Regions from separate parts of the Mus musculus genome. Here region 2 is linked to region 1. The links are chromatin contacts, called in public promoter capture Hi-C maps. All regions are on one chromosome and are shown on one strand. Each heading gives the region's core, a stretch centred on a gene start, on an enhancer-like site or on the middle of the called end of the contact. The rest is flanking DNA. Distances are from core to core; before and after follow the strand shown.

Evidence for each region. Promoter capture Hi-C pulls out the DNA fragments that hold promoters and counts their contacts.
Region 2: a contact with region 1 is called in a promoter capture Hi-C map of liver, with 2.7 times the contacts expected there. The contact joins the enhancer-like site here to the promoter of Igfbp1 in region 1. A contact is called at or near these places in 3 of 39 promoter capture datasets (the SN4741 cell line, embryonic stem cells and liver), 2 of 484 Hi-C or Micro-C datasets (adipose-derived mesenchymal stem cells and uterus) and 1 of 9 other capture datasets (adipose tissue).

Annotation. Positions count from the first base shown.
Region 1 is chr11:7,193,198-7,200,402 of GRCm38.p6, reverse strand. It overlaps Igfbp1 (insulin-like growth factor binding protein 1), which reads right to left and starts at 2,616. Exons shown (of 4, transcript NM_008341.4): 1 at 2,072-2,616; 2 at 485-669. The coding sequence starts at 2,444.
Region 2 is chr11:7,607,188-7,614,392 of GRCm38.p6, reverse strand. No RefSeq gene overlaps it. Among named protein-coding and RNA genes, the nearest start is that of Gm36720, 180 kb to the right of the region's middle. Within about 2 kb of position 4,207, at least 4 of the 459 cell types and tissues checked have an H3K27ac peak or open chromatin away from gene starts, as enhancers often do. A contact at or near this core is called in liver, where this site is marked.

The DNA.
Region 1 (7,205 bases), core at 1,367-3,866:
AAACAGCCATCCTTGCATTTGACATATGTCATGTTGATTATGGAGCAAGGCATTCCTTTGGATAATTTCCAGATGAAATTCTAAAGTGCCCCTAACAATGTTTATTCTTCCACTTCATTGGGCGGATTGGTACTTCTTCAATGCCTCTTCGGTACTTTCTCTCCACCTTTGGTTCTCTGTCGCCCCCAAGTGGTCAAATTGAAAACTAGCCAGTAAACTAAAGAAGTTCTTGCTGCATAGTTGAAGGCTGGCAAAATCGTGGAGCCTGATGGTGGTAACAATTATTGAACATACTCAGTGACAAAGAAACCTAGACTAAAAATGGCCTATTTTATGCTGTATTTTTAAGGAGGCAAAGATACATCAGGGATGGGAGTAGTTATACTCCTGTGCCCAGCCTCATGTTTGGTGCCCTTTAGGAATTGTCTAGACTAAACTCTTCACTTCGATGGATATACCTGAAGGTCTGAGTGCAGGGTCTCACCTTCCATTTCTTGAGGTCGGCGATCTCCCGGGCCCGCATGCTGCTATAGGTGCTGATGGCGTTCCACAGGATGGGCTGATCCTCGCGGGATGGGGCCATCAGGTGGAAGCTGTCCAGCAGCTGCTCCTCTGTCATCTCTGGGCTCTCAGAAAGCTCATCCGCGGAGACCACAGCAGCCTTTGCCTCTGAAAAGCAAACCCCACATATGCATGAGCCCCTGGAGGTGCCACTCCTCCCCACGTATGCATTATCCCCTGGAGGCGCCACTCCTCCCCACGTATGCATTATCCCCTGGAGGCGCCACTCCTCTGCCAACTCACTTCTTGCCCTTAAGACCGATCAATCGATAATGGTCAGGGGAAATCAGAATTTTTTTCACCGATGACTCTTTGGGAACAAGTATGGCCAAATAGCAATACTATTCTTTTCTGGGAAAATGGTATATTCCGGGGTGAGGCAATATTCTGGGGTGGCAGAGAGAGTGGGGTAGGATATAACCTGAAGACGCCAAGGACTAAGGCCAAGGCTTGAGCCCATCAGTGGTGAGCCTTGACCCCTCAGCCCTCCTCTCCACCCCACAGAAAGAGTCTAGTAAGACCCCAGGACAGGTATAGTTTAGTTAGAAGAAAGTTCTAGAATGTAGCCTTCCCCACCTAGACCACCATCCTGCTCTTTTTTGGGAGCCCTGCTTTCCTGCACACTAAGTCACCTCTCGGGTGGCCTCTCGAAGAGGAGGCCATCATCAGATATCAATGAAGAGGGCCCACCCCCCACTCAGGACCATTGGGGTAGCTCTAACTTCATTCACTTGAAAGGCTCAGATGCCTGCAGTACAGCTTCCCATCAGAATATGGAACCACGTGGCTCCTCCACACCCACACAGGACGTGCATGCAGCCCAGATGGGGAGATAGGGGCTGGAGCAGAGGAAGAGGCATTTTCCAAGCTTCCTACTACAAACAAACCAGTGCTTAAATTCAGGAAAGAGCCTGATTGTCAGACTCCTAGCAGGCAACGTACACATCAAACACTGTTTGTCTATAGCGATGAATGGAAGTGAAGGTCTGGGCCTCAATTTTCACATTATGTTCTGTAAACATCTGGGAAGCACATACGGCGTGGCAGGATATATGCTACAAAGGACATTGCAAACCTCCTGGGGGCAGCAGGAGGACTCCCATTCTAAACCTCCCTGGACCCTCCAGCCATTGGAACTGCCAAGGGCAGAACCCACAGGAGGAGGCCGGAGGTGCTTGAGCCAGCACCCCACCCACCTGGCAGCCCCATAGCTCCCTCCACCTCCACTGAAAGACCGAGTAGGATCATTACTACCTAACCTGCAAACTTTCTTCACAACTCTCCACTCTACATGGGGTGCTTGGACCACCCCTTCTAGGATGTTTCCTGGGCAAGACCACACACAGATGGACCTCACTGAGAGATTTATTTGACTATAACAGCTTAAACCTCTTAGTGGGCCAAGAGTGCCTTTGCCCTATCTGCTATAAGTTTCCGATAGGCCTCTGCTGGCCTAGGAAGCACGTATGTCCCAGCCAAGAGATCTAGAGGCAGAGATGGACTGCAGTACCTTCATGCTGGGAGCTGAACAAGGTGCTCGTGGCGGGTGCAGCAGGTTCTGGTACACAGGCTCCCTGACCACGGGTGAGGGCATGCAGGGGACGAGGCTCTCCTGGCAACGCACGGCAGCTGAGTCCCTGGGCGCAGCGAGCAGTGGCCACACCGCAGGCAGCACCCATCGGCAAGGCACATGTCGGGCAGCAGCCACAGCCTGCAGGCCGAGAAATCTCGGGGCACGAAGCGGGCACGGGTGGACAGAGCCCCAGCCTCTCAGCAGTGCAGGGAGCACAGTGCCATGGCTGGGGGGCTCCAGCGGCCACGCCAATCTGGAAGGACAGGAGAATCAGGAACGGCCAAGAAACAACAGTTAGGAACTCGGGCATCGCAACTGGTTCAGCAGGCTGTGGATGAGACTCTGGACAGGCAGCAGTTGCTCAGTGGTCACGACTTTCTGAGTAGATAGTAGTGGCAATGGTGGTCACAGCTCTCTGGGCAGACGGCCGTGTGCAGTGTTCAATGCTCGCTGGGTGTGTGTCTCCGCGGGCAGTGGACCATGCTGGCTGGTCGTACCCAGAGCCTTATGAAGGGCTGGCTGTGCGGCACAGGTTAATGATTGTCAGGGCAGCGTGCTAGGACCCCAGTGTTCAAAATAAGTTTGTTTTGCTTGTGAGCTCTACACAAACCGTGGGTGGAAGGGGGTAAAGGGATCAGGTTTTCTACTATGTTTGTCCCGTGGTGATGGACTGGGACAGGAGCTAAAGTCCAACTCTGTCAGCAAGCTGCTAGCCAGATGGGGGAGGGCACTTGCTTTTGTTCAGGGGAAATCAAAGACCTAGCCGGCCAGGCTCACAGAAAACCTAAGCGACTAAAGAAAGAACAGATTAGACCAAGAAGGCTTCAGGCCCCAAAGGGAAGGGAAGAGTGGGGCTCTCCGTGACAATGCCCACAGTTGTTTCTCCCTCCCCAGGAAGCCTCTAGCCATCAAAGGAAGAAATCCGTAGTTCACCTCCTGGCTCCTGGCTATAAATTCCAAAAGAACAGTTGTGCCTTCAAAGAGAGAAAGTGCTAGGACTCCGGGCACTTGGTCTATATCGCCATACCCAAGCTGTCTCTGACAGTCTAATGGTCTAGTGTAATTGAGATGCTTATCAACGATCAAGTCTGACAGCTTTTTCTGCATCATTTTTTCATTCTTTTATATCACAAGGAAAACTTCAGAAATGTTTAAGGGCAATCTGAAATAGGACTCACCTTGGAATCTCACCAAAACTTCCCAGAGAAAACTGATCATGGACCACCCCCCCCCCTCCTTGCCTGTGAATATCTTCTAAGTCCCCAGGTCTAGATTTTTGTCTCCCACATACCTTTGTGTCTATCTGCTGACCTGGGTGCTAGATCAGAGCGACCAACCTCTAGCAACAGCTTGGAGCCTCTTACCTTGTCCTTTTTGGTATTGCTTTGGGGTGGGGTAGAACCCTGAAAACTGTACTGTACCACAGTGTTGCGTGCTTATCCAGCCCCTCACTTTCTTTAGCCATGGCATTTCAGAAAGCCTTGGAGATTTTAGCCCCAGGCTCTAGAGGAGGATATTGAAGGCAAAGGTTGCAGGAGATTTTAGGTCAAGGTCACAGAGACTGCCCTGGAACACCCTGGACAAACTCTCACATCCCTGTGACCCAGCAGTTCATCACTGCACCCTGAAGCTTGGCCTTGGGGGATGGCTTCCTGGGTGACTTGACTAAAGCACTTTAAACACATGTGCACCGATGCATCGCCTACCAATGTCTGCCCTCTCATTCAAAGAAACCAGCATAGGTGCCCACTACTGAGCAGGTATGTTAATAGTGACTGGCTGGCTTTTTAATTCGAGGTACAGAAAAAGCCTAGCAGATAAGGAATCAGAGGCATAGGCCAGTGGGCCACAGTGAGCAGCACACTTGCCAGGAGAGAGGACTCATGGGGTGGGAAGGTAGGTTATGCCAGATAAAGACTGAGGAAGAGTCCCCATATGGATAGAGAATTCAGGAACTCAGCTTCATCACAAAGCAAAAGGCAGCAGGCGCAGGCTGACCATTCGCATCCGACCACAGAAGCACCTTTCTTGTCTCCAGAGAGAGACAGGGGACCTGTACTGACTCTGCTTCTGGCACTGCCACTGTTCTGCCTACAGCCACTGCTGAAGGAGCTGGGTGTTAAGAGAAAGGGACCCTGAGGCTCAGAGGCCAGAAGTCTGTGAAAGCCTGTGGCTACAGATGATGACACAGACAGAGCTCACTCTAAAGCTGTCCCTACACAGCCTACATGTCCACAGTCAGACACTGGATAAGGAAGTCCTGGAGCAGTCCCTGAAAAGCTCAGCTCATCGTGAGCCACACAGAGCAGTTCTTTCTTTCCTATAATCTTTACAAAAGATGTTCTTCAATTAAGGAAAACTGCCGCACTAAGGAACATTGGGAGGATATGAGATTGCTGAGCAAAAGCAGCTGTGATTGTAAATATACTGAATACCTGGAGAAGAGTACAAACCAACAGCAGACAGGCTGGCCACCAGGGGAGGGGTGATTCTGGGGCCTGAGGACAGATTGTTTTTTTCCTGTGCCCTTTTTGTAGCCTTCTGGATCTGCACTGTGTGCTTGTAAAAAGAAAAATCACACTGGGCTACAGATACAGGTGTGGGACAGAGTGCTTGCCTGACATGCACAAGGCCCTGCGTTCGATTCTCCAGGCCTGAAAAAAAAAAAAAAGAGAGAGAATATGGAATTACCCTGATACACATTCCCGAGCTCCCTGGCCTCATGAAATGACTGGACTTGGCAAAGCCAGATTTTACTCAACTTGGAAAGTTTCCCTAAAAGGGCAGCTGGACCAATATCTGCCATAGCAGCTGGAGAAAGGTCAGGTGACAAAGCTGCTCCCAGATACTCATGGTATCTGGGAGTGTGTCTCTGATTACATTTGTTTCTTTGTTTGTTTGTTTGAAACAGGGTGTCACTGAACAGTCTAGACTAGACTCGAACACATGGCAATCCTCCTGCCTCAGCTATGCCAGTTTCTTTTTTCTCACAGAAATACCCCAAATTCAGTTTGTTAAGGAATTCATCAACTGATAAACACTCAATTTTTAAAAGAGTTTATTTTTGATAATCTGTATGGGAGAGGAATTTGTGTGCATGTGAGTGCAGGTGCCCTTGGTGACCAGTAGAGGGCATCAGGTCTCCCTGCAGCTGGAGTTCCAGGTTGTTGTGAGCCACCAGACAAAAGTGCTAGGAACTGAATCCAGGTCCTCTATAAGAACAGTGTGTCATGTCTGCAGCCCCTAACGCTTAACTGGAAGCTATTTGAAATGAATAGCTTGTCCCTAAATAATTTCATTTCTGGAAGCTCTGAAGTTTCACTTGACTTCTTCGACTTGTAATCGCTATCCGCACTTGAAATGTTTACTTTATGAAACACAGGAAAGGCACAACAGTGACAAATATTTGGGACTCTCTGCCAGGCTATCGCCACAAATAGTTTGTTCTGCTGCACCATTGCCCAGCACTCATCCGGTCGTCCCTTCCCTGATTCCTCCCTCTCCTGCACATAGCGGTCCTTCCTCCTTTCCAAAGATTGATGTCCCAATGTTTCCATTGCTTACCTCACAGTCACACAAACCAAACAGCCACCAAACTCCTCTTTGATTCCCCACACTCTGTCAACACAAATGAAGCCAGCTCCCCACCTCACCCCAGGCCCATGTAGACGGCCAGTTCATTTGTCCATGCTGTGTGGGATGGGGCGACTGGCCCTTCTCCTGAGTCACAGCTTGACTCAGCTCCCTCTCTTGCCAATGAGATGCCCTCCTTGCCTGTTCACTGCAAACAACTCAGTTCCACTTCCAAACCAGAATTTCCACTGCCCCCTGTAACTTTATGTCTTTGTGCACAGTGACTAGTCTCCCCTAAAAGCTGTCTTCCAAGACTCCCACGGCTTCCCCTATGTGGCACATGACCCTTCCTCCCAGCTTCTTGGTGGTTTATTTCATAAACTCCTATCTGTATGCTTTCACTCACTCTGCAGTGGGGCAGAGAGGAGCTGTCTTCTGAGTGAGGGAGACAGAGTTGGGCATAGGAAAGAGAGGTAGTGGGGTGCCCCAAACAAAGTCCAATCATATGCCCCTGCCCCAGCAAGCAGGAAGTCTATGGAGGGCTCATAAGTTCATCCCATGCTGCCCTTGGCAGGAAAGACGAGAACATCCAGAGCGTTTGGCCACCTCTAGGTAAAGGTGATAGCTCAAACGGTCTTGGTGGCAGAGTAGGATCCCCAAGCAGAGATGGTTAGGGTGACAGGACAGAGCATGGCTGGCAGAAGGTGAGAGAACCCACCAAGCTGCTCAATGTGCCCTGAGCTTAGCCAGCAATGCTCTCTGCCTGGAAGCATAGAATACTCAGGGGTCTAAGAGTGCCGACCATGGGAAAGCCTTGAAGGGATAAAACACTTGGCGTTGGAGTCATCACCAGGAAGGGGTATGATGTGTGTCCTGTAAGCAATTGTGCATCCCAAGAGCTAAGATCTTTTAATGTCATGCTGGAAGCAATCTGGAGTAGCAGGGGAGCAGGGAAATAATGTTTTTGGTTTGGTTTGGTTTGGTTTGGTTTGGTTGGGTCAGGGTCTCCAATTGTCCAGGTTGCCCTAGAAACTTACTATACAGCTAACACTGACCTCAAGCTCTCGATCCTCCTGCCTCCACCTCCGGAGTACCAGGATTACAGGCATGTGGCACCCTGCCTACCCAGTGTCTTATAGATAGATGCTTGTTGCACACTTCCGGTGCCAGGAGGGGATGCCTAGCTGCTAGCAATCTCAATATGAGCACTGAAGATGAGCGAGGCTCCTACTTTATAAATCAAAGCCTGTGCATTTCCTGTACACCCAGGTCCTCCCTTCGGCCCCACCGTAAAGGCAGTGTGCCGTGGAAGGTATTAGGGGAAAGTCAATTCCAGTGTGTACTGCAGAGGGAGCTGCGTGAAAGGCCACACTCAGCATCTCGTGAAATAACTCTTCACACCTCTGCCTTTTTGCTTTGACAACTTCTACAACGCTGTTGAATATCACATATGAAGAACTCATCTCTGACAGTTTTATTAGCACCAGAAAAAGGGGGT
Region 2 (7,205 bases), core at 2,958-5,457, 410 kb before region 1:
CATTCAGTTGCTAGAATCTACATAGTACCACAACCATTAGTAACTCATTCCAGGGGATCTGACATGCCATCTCCTGGTTTCTGTGGATACTAGACACACATGTGGTGCTTATACATAAATGCAGGGAAACACTTAATACACCTAAAACATAAATACAGACATGAAAATAGATAGATAGATAGATAGATAGATAGATAGATAGATAGATAGATAGATAGATACTAAAATTAGTGGGTAAAATGATCAGGGGACATATGATGCTTTTATGGTCTCTTCCATATGCTTCAAATCCTTATTAAATATGAAGTAGGAAACTAAAACCTTACAATAAGGGACTTCTATATCCCTCTTGCCTCAATGATTAAAGCTTATAACCCCAATCATGAGACATAGCAGCATATGTGTGTCATACTGTAAAGCACAGGTAAGAATACATCATTCCCATGTTAACCTGCACAACTGGACACTTTAGTTTTAGCAGTAACTTTGGTAATGGGAACAAAGTAAATAAACATGCTGTGATTATTGGTTTGATCAGAGTGGGAAGTGCTTAGGGGATTATCCAAGCTCACTTCTAAGTATGCCTTTGAAGATGTTTCCCAAAAGGACTATCTAAGGAAAACAGATCTACCTTGAATGTTGGCTACACCATCCACAGGCTGTGGGGCTCAGACAGAATAAAAGAGGGAATAGAAGAAAGCCCATGAAAAGGGCATATTTTACTATGCTTCCTGGCTGTTATGAGGTGAGCTTCTGTGATCTGCCATGAACTCCCACCCCAGTGAACTGCAGTGATGAGCCAAGATACATCCTCTCTCTGTTGGCTCTTTCTGTTAGGTATTTAAATGTCGATGGGAAGACAGAGGAACACTTCCAGAACACAGAGCATGCATAACAAACATGAGAGTCTCCAATAATTTCAAGGTCATGGACAGCAAGAAAAGAATCAGGAACCATCCAAGAAAAAAAAAAAAAGACTCAGGAGGCAAGATGGCCAAATGCAGCCTTGGAACCTGACCTGGACCCTGAGCCAGAAAAAGGGCCATTCATTGAAAACTTACAGAAATTCTCAAAATAAAAATCTGCATTTGTTGCAGGGATTGGGGAATGGAGCCTCAGAGACTGAGGTAACAACCAACCAATAACTAGCCCAACTTGAGGCCCCTCCCATGGACAAGCACCAATCACTGGCACTATTAATGAAACTCTGTTATGCTTGCATACAGGAGTCTAGCATGGCTCACCTCTAAAAGGCTCTACCCACCAACTGACTCAACAAAGGCATGTACCCACATCCAAATGGTAGCTGAAACTTGGTGAATCCATAAAAGAATAGGAGGAAGGATTGCAGCCCCTAAGGGGATAGAAACTCCACAGGAAGACCAACAGCTTCAACTAACCTGGACCCTTGAAGCTCTCAAAGACTGAACCACCAACCAAAGAACATACATGGGCTGAACCCTAGGCCTCCATGTGCATATATAACAGATCTGCAGCTTGGTCTTCATGAGGGCCCCTGAACAACTGGAGTGGGAGCTATTCCAAAAGATGTTGCCTGTATATGGGATAGGTTTCTAGATGGGATGCCTTCTTTGGTCTCAGTGGGAGAGGAAGCACCTAACTTCACAGAGACTTGAAGTGCCAGGGTGGGGGATTATGTGAGGGTTGGGTGTGGGGGGCTCCGCCATCTCAAAGGAGAAGAGGAGGAGGAATGGGGGAAGGATTGTTGGAGGGGGGATGAGAAGTGGGGCAGTGAGCAGGATGTAGTGATTACGTAAAAAATAAATTACAAAAAAAGAAAAGGCAAAGGTCTGCATTTGGTCAACGATACTGAATCAGCATTCATGCCTTTACTTTGAACTGTGCTGAGGTTGTTTATGTTCTTAGCAGCTAGGTGACATGTGCACAGCACATCTTGGGATCAACTTTTAGGTAAGTCAATTTTCACCAAGATATTTATAGTAAAATATTTCTTTTTTAAATGCTAAAACAACTTAATATGGAAGGAAGAAAGAGAAGGAGAGGAACAGAGGAACATGGGAGGGTAAAAGGATGGAGAGAGGGAGCAAGGAAAAGAAGAGAGGAAAGAGAGCAGAGAGGAGAGAAGGAAACAAGTAGAAGAGTTCTTAGCCATTTCACAGAAACTAACTTGGAAGAATAGCAGTGATGAAAGCAAAATGCAGTGGCACAACTTCCAGAAGTTAATGCAGGCAAAGCCTGAGTGAACTTGGCAATGATTTCTTTTTTAGACACAAAACCAAAAAAAAACATTCCCTGAAATAAAAAAAAAAAATCTGATTAGTTCATCTTCAGTGGATTTTAAAACTGCAAAAGACACTATTATGAGACTAAAAAGACAAGCCACCAAGATTATATAATACTTGCAAAACACATGTGAAATAAAGGACTTGTATCCAAAATGTGAAAATAACCCTTAAAGCATAGCACCGAGGGAACAACTCTGCTAGGAAGAATATGAACTAAAGATCTGGACAAACCTGGAAAGGAGAACTATCATAGTAAATGGACATACTGTTAACACAACATGACAGCATTTCAAATGGAAACAAGGAGCTGCCTCTATACATCTGCTAGACACACTGTCTTAGTTAAGGTTTCTGTTACTCTGATAAAATACTGGGACTACAAGCAACTTGGAGAAGAAAGGCTTATTTCAAGCTGGACCAGAAACTCAGGCTGATGTAGAGGTCATGGGGGAAATGCTGCACACTGGCTGGCTTCACTCAACTTGTTCAGCGTGCTTTCTTGTAGCTCCTAGGACCACCATCCCAGGGGTGGCATCACCCACAGTGTGGGTCCTACCCATGCTAATTATCAGTCAGGAAAATATATCACAGGCCAATCTGATGAAGCCAGTTTCTCAGTTAAGGTTCCCTCCAAAGTGACTTTGGCTTGTATCAAGTTTACATAAAACTAGCCAGCACCATTACTAAAGCATCAGCGATAACTGATAACAGACAGGTTGTACAGTAAGGAGACTTTCAGTCATTGCTCATACAAAATGTTGCAGCTACTTAGGAAGACATTCAGGCAGTTCCCCACAAACTAAACATCCTATTATCCCAAAATCTAACAGTCACATTTATGCATTTATACAAATGAGTTCGAAACGTATGTACACACAAAAACTTCCACATAAATCTTTATTGCAGCTTCATGCATGACTGCCAAAGTTGAAAGTAACCAAGATTTCTTCCTGTAAATGGATAAACAGTGGTGTGGTCAAGTAACACGGCAAGCATTTGATAATGAAAAGAAGCCTCATATTGAGGTATGAAGAATATCTAAATGCATAACACTGAGACAAACCAGCCTGAAAAATGTTCTTGGCTCTAAGAGACTAACTCCATAATGTTCTGTAAGAGATTGCAGAAAGACTGGTGCCTTCCAAGAGTTTGTGGACATGAAATCTAAAAATAATGTTCTTGCCAGCATGTTTTCTTGTGGGGACCTTCATGGTTTGTGGGTGGCTTGTCACTCTGTCAACCCAGATTGAGGAGCTGAGCTCTATGTGTCTATAATAAAGACAGAATTGGCCAAGATCCCACCTTTATGACGTCTTTCTTGAAATATCCCCTTACTCCAAATACAGACACACTAGGACAGGACTTCAATATAAGGATGGTATGTGAAATTCAACCTATTACACTTGACTTCGTGTCCCCCCCCCCCCCCACACACACACACATTTTATTGAAAGGAAATTGTGCCAAGAGAAGATCCTGAAGGAAACCCTGAGTAAATCGACCCCGGGGGTCCAAGTATAAGGCACATAGGACCATCACAGAGAATGAAGTAGCTCTAAGCGCCACCTTCAACTATCAAAGGAAGAATTTAGTAGAACATGAGAATAGTAGATCAATGAGCAACAAATCTATCCTCTTGATCTGGCTGGAGATTGCGGTCCTGGGATGAGGTGAAATGGAGAAAACCCAATATTACAAAAGAGCCATAGAAAATGGAGTGGGACTAAGAGTTGATGACACAGAGCTGACCACCAACTGTCGCTCTGAAACTGTGAAGTGCAGAAAATGCTACACAGAGAAGTATGTGCAAGGAGAATTGTAAAAGATAAGGGCTCCTATAAAAAATGAGCCTACCATGGATTTGTAAATGAGTGTGCTCAGATAAATGAACCCCAAAGCCAGGCTTTAGGCTAGATGAAGTCATGAGTTCTGAAAGTTCAGACCAAAAGTCAAAGGGCAAAAGGCCCTATTGAGCCTGTTCCCAAGGGCACCCATCCAAGGCTCCACTTTACTTTCCTTCAAAACAAAAAAGAGCCACTGGACCTGCCCCAAGTTCAGAGCACTTTATCATTTTATTTTGTAAATAAGCCCATAATTATATCTGAGTTGAGAGGATAAACATTGCAAATTCTCCCTCCTCCTGGCTTTTTGTTGTTGTTGTTGTTGTTGTCTTTGGCTGCTGGGCTGTAACTCAGCACAGATGGTTATCACACTTGTAAGCTTAGGCTTCCTCCTCGCTGTAAGCCAGGCAGCTTTAGAGTAAACATGAAACAAGAAACGTAAGAAATATACTTTATTTTTTCTCTACATTGTCCCCCAGGGGTCCATTTTCCAACTCCATTCATTTAATGGCTATACCTGCTTATTGATTTTTTTTTCCAAGCTGAAATTGTGCTACGTGGGACATGGGCTGAAACACATATATGGTTTGGTGAAGGAAGAATGTAAGTAATAATGATAATAATAACAATAATAGTAAAGCACACTTGACAAGAGTCTAAGAAAGAAAGTAAGCAAACTTTATAGTGAATTTAAATTACCAGAGCAAGTTATCATAGGCCAGGTAGCTCACCATTCTAGAGGCTGTAGGTCCCAGGTTAAGGTGTGGTATGGTAGATTTTAAGAGGGAGCTCTTTGTGGTTCATAGACAGCCCTTTCTTCTCATTGTCCACATCTAACAGAAGAGGTAACAGACTCTCCAGTATCTCTCTCATAAGTCATACTTACGAACTGTACTTGTGAGTGCTTCACCTTCACAATCTAATCAACTCTCAGTGACCTCCATATCCCCATGACATATGAAGTTCTAGAGTGTTGACATATGAATTTGAGGAAATACAACTATTCAATCCTTAATGACTATCAAAAATAGTAGATAGAGCAAGCACAGGGCAGGATAAATGAAAGGGGTACCTTACCCTATCTCACAAGGTAAAAGGTAGCAGGAGTGCAATTTGGGACAAGTCAGTGAATATATAGGTATAGGTATAGGTATAGGTATAGGTATAGGTATAGGTATAGGTATAGGTGTAGGTGTAGGTGTAGGTGTAGGTGTAGGTGTAGGTGTAGGTGTAGGTGTAGGTGTAGGTGTAGCTGTAGCTGTAGGTGTAGGTGTAGGTGTAGGTATAGGTATAGGTATAGGTATAGGTATAGGTATAGGTATAGGTATAGGTATAAGTATGTATACATCTTAGTATTCCAGTACAGTATGGCCCTGGGAATTTAAAAATCATTGTTACAAACAAAACCACTGCAGAGTTGAAAGGTCCCAAAGCAATGGACTAATTATTAAGCAAAATTTTGATGAAAATAAAGTGATAGAGATAGATAGTAGATAGATAGATAGATAGATAGATAGATAGATAAGTAGATAGATAGATAGATAGATAGATAGATAGATAGATAGATAGATAGATAGACAGACAGATATTGATAGAATTTTCTATTCACCTAGCTGTTTCAAAGGAATGGGTATTGGGGTTTAGAATAGGTCTCGGGGCCATTACATTATAAGCTCAAATAAGCCCATCCTTCTATAAGTTGTCTTGGCTAAGATATTTTATCACAGCAACAGAAAAATAATGTAGTCCATTTGATCATATGTGGATGCCTGGGGACAAAAAGAACTCCAACAGTATGAACCATAGGTATTTGAGCAACTTCTTCATGTGAGTAGCTCGTGTCTACAGAACCCACTTGGACCCAATCAGTACTTCTGTTTGATGATGGATTATTGTCATACATGTGCTAATTTGTGGTTTGGTATATCAGATAATACCAAGCACAAGATGGGAACTTCAGGTCACATGATGGATGACCTGGTGGCCCATTGTCAAATGTTCATTTTACATCCAAGAGCTGCCTCTCAAAGGGAGAGTCATTTTGAGCAGCTGTGTTTGCTCCAAATACCTCTGCTGTTATTCACACATGGGAGCCCTTCACACACGTCTCCAGAAAGCATCCCTGTCTATTACTGACACTTCAAGTACCATAAGCTCTGCTGGACCATGTGGACAAAGTTGGGGAGCACCCTGCACAGCAGCCTCTACTGGTTGAAGAACCTTTCCTGTACTAGGACTGATTCAAAACGACCAGCTTTCAGATCACTTCATACATGGGCTGGAGTTAACACACCCAATGAGGAGTGTGCTACCTTCCAAATACAAGTAGGCCCACTAAACTTTGTGCTTCTTTCTTGGTGGTGGGAGGGTCTGAGGAAAATGGCTTATTCTTCTCCTTAGAAGGAACATCTCAATATGCCCTGCACTACTCAAATCCTAACAGTCTCACCAAGGTAGAAATCCCTTGAGTTTAATTAAATTAGTCCCAAATCATCTAAAATACATATGCTTTATCAACAAACCCAAGGTGCTTGCTACCTATGGCCCATTTAATTCACTCAGGATAATGTTATCAAGATAATGGGCCAATGTAGTACCTTATGGGAAAAAATAAGGTAGTAGTTCTCAACCTCTGGGTCTTAACTACTTTGGGTCATATCAGCTCTTTATAATTCATAATAGTAGCAAAATTACAGTTATAAAGTAGCAACAAAATAATGTTACGCTTTGGAGATACCGCAATATGAGGAACCGTATGAAAGGGTTACATCATTAGGAAGTTTGAGAACCAGAGGTAAAGAATCAACATACTTCTACTTATGACATAAGGCTAGAGAGCTAATATACACTTGAAGTATTGAGATGTGCTGCTCGTTTGAGTACCTGAAAGCAAATTGCTTCCAGTGATCCTTGCAATCAGATATTGTCTTGAACTGCCGGGCCAGAAAGCAAATTCTTCGAAACTCAGAGGAAAGGGTTCTAACACTTTTTATTTATTCATAAACAGCAAATAAATGGTGAAACAGGTCCACACTCATTCTTTCACACACTCCTCACTGAGCTTTCCAGTCTGGCGAGCGTGGCCTAGCTCCTGGCA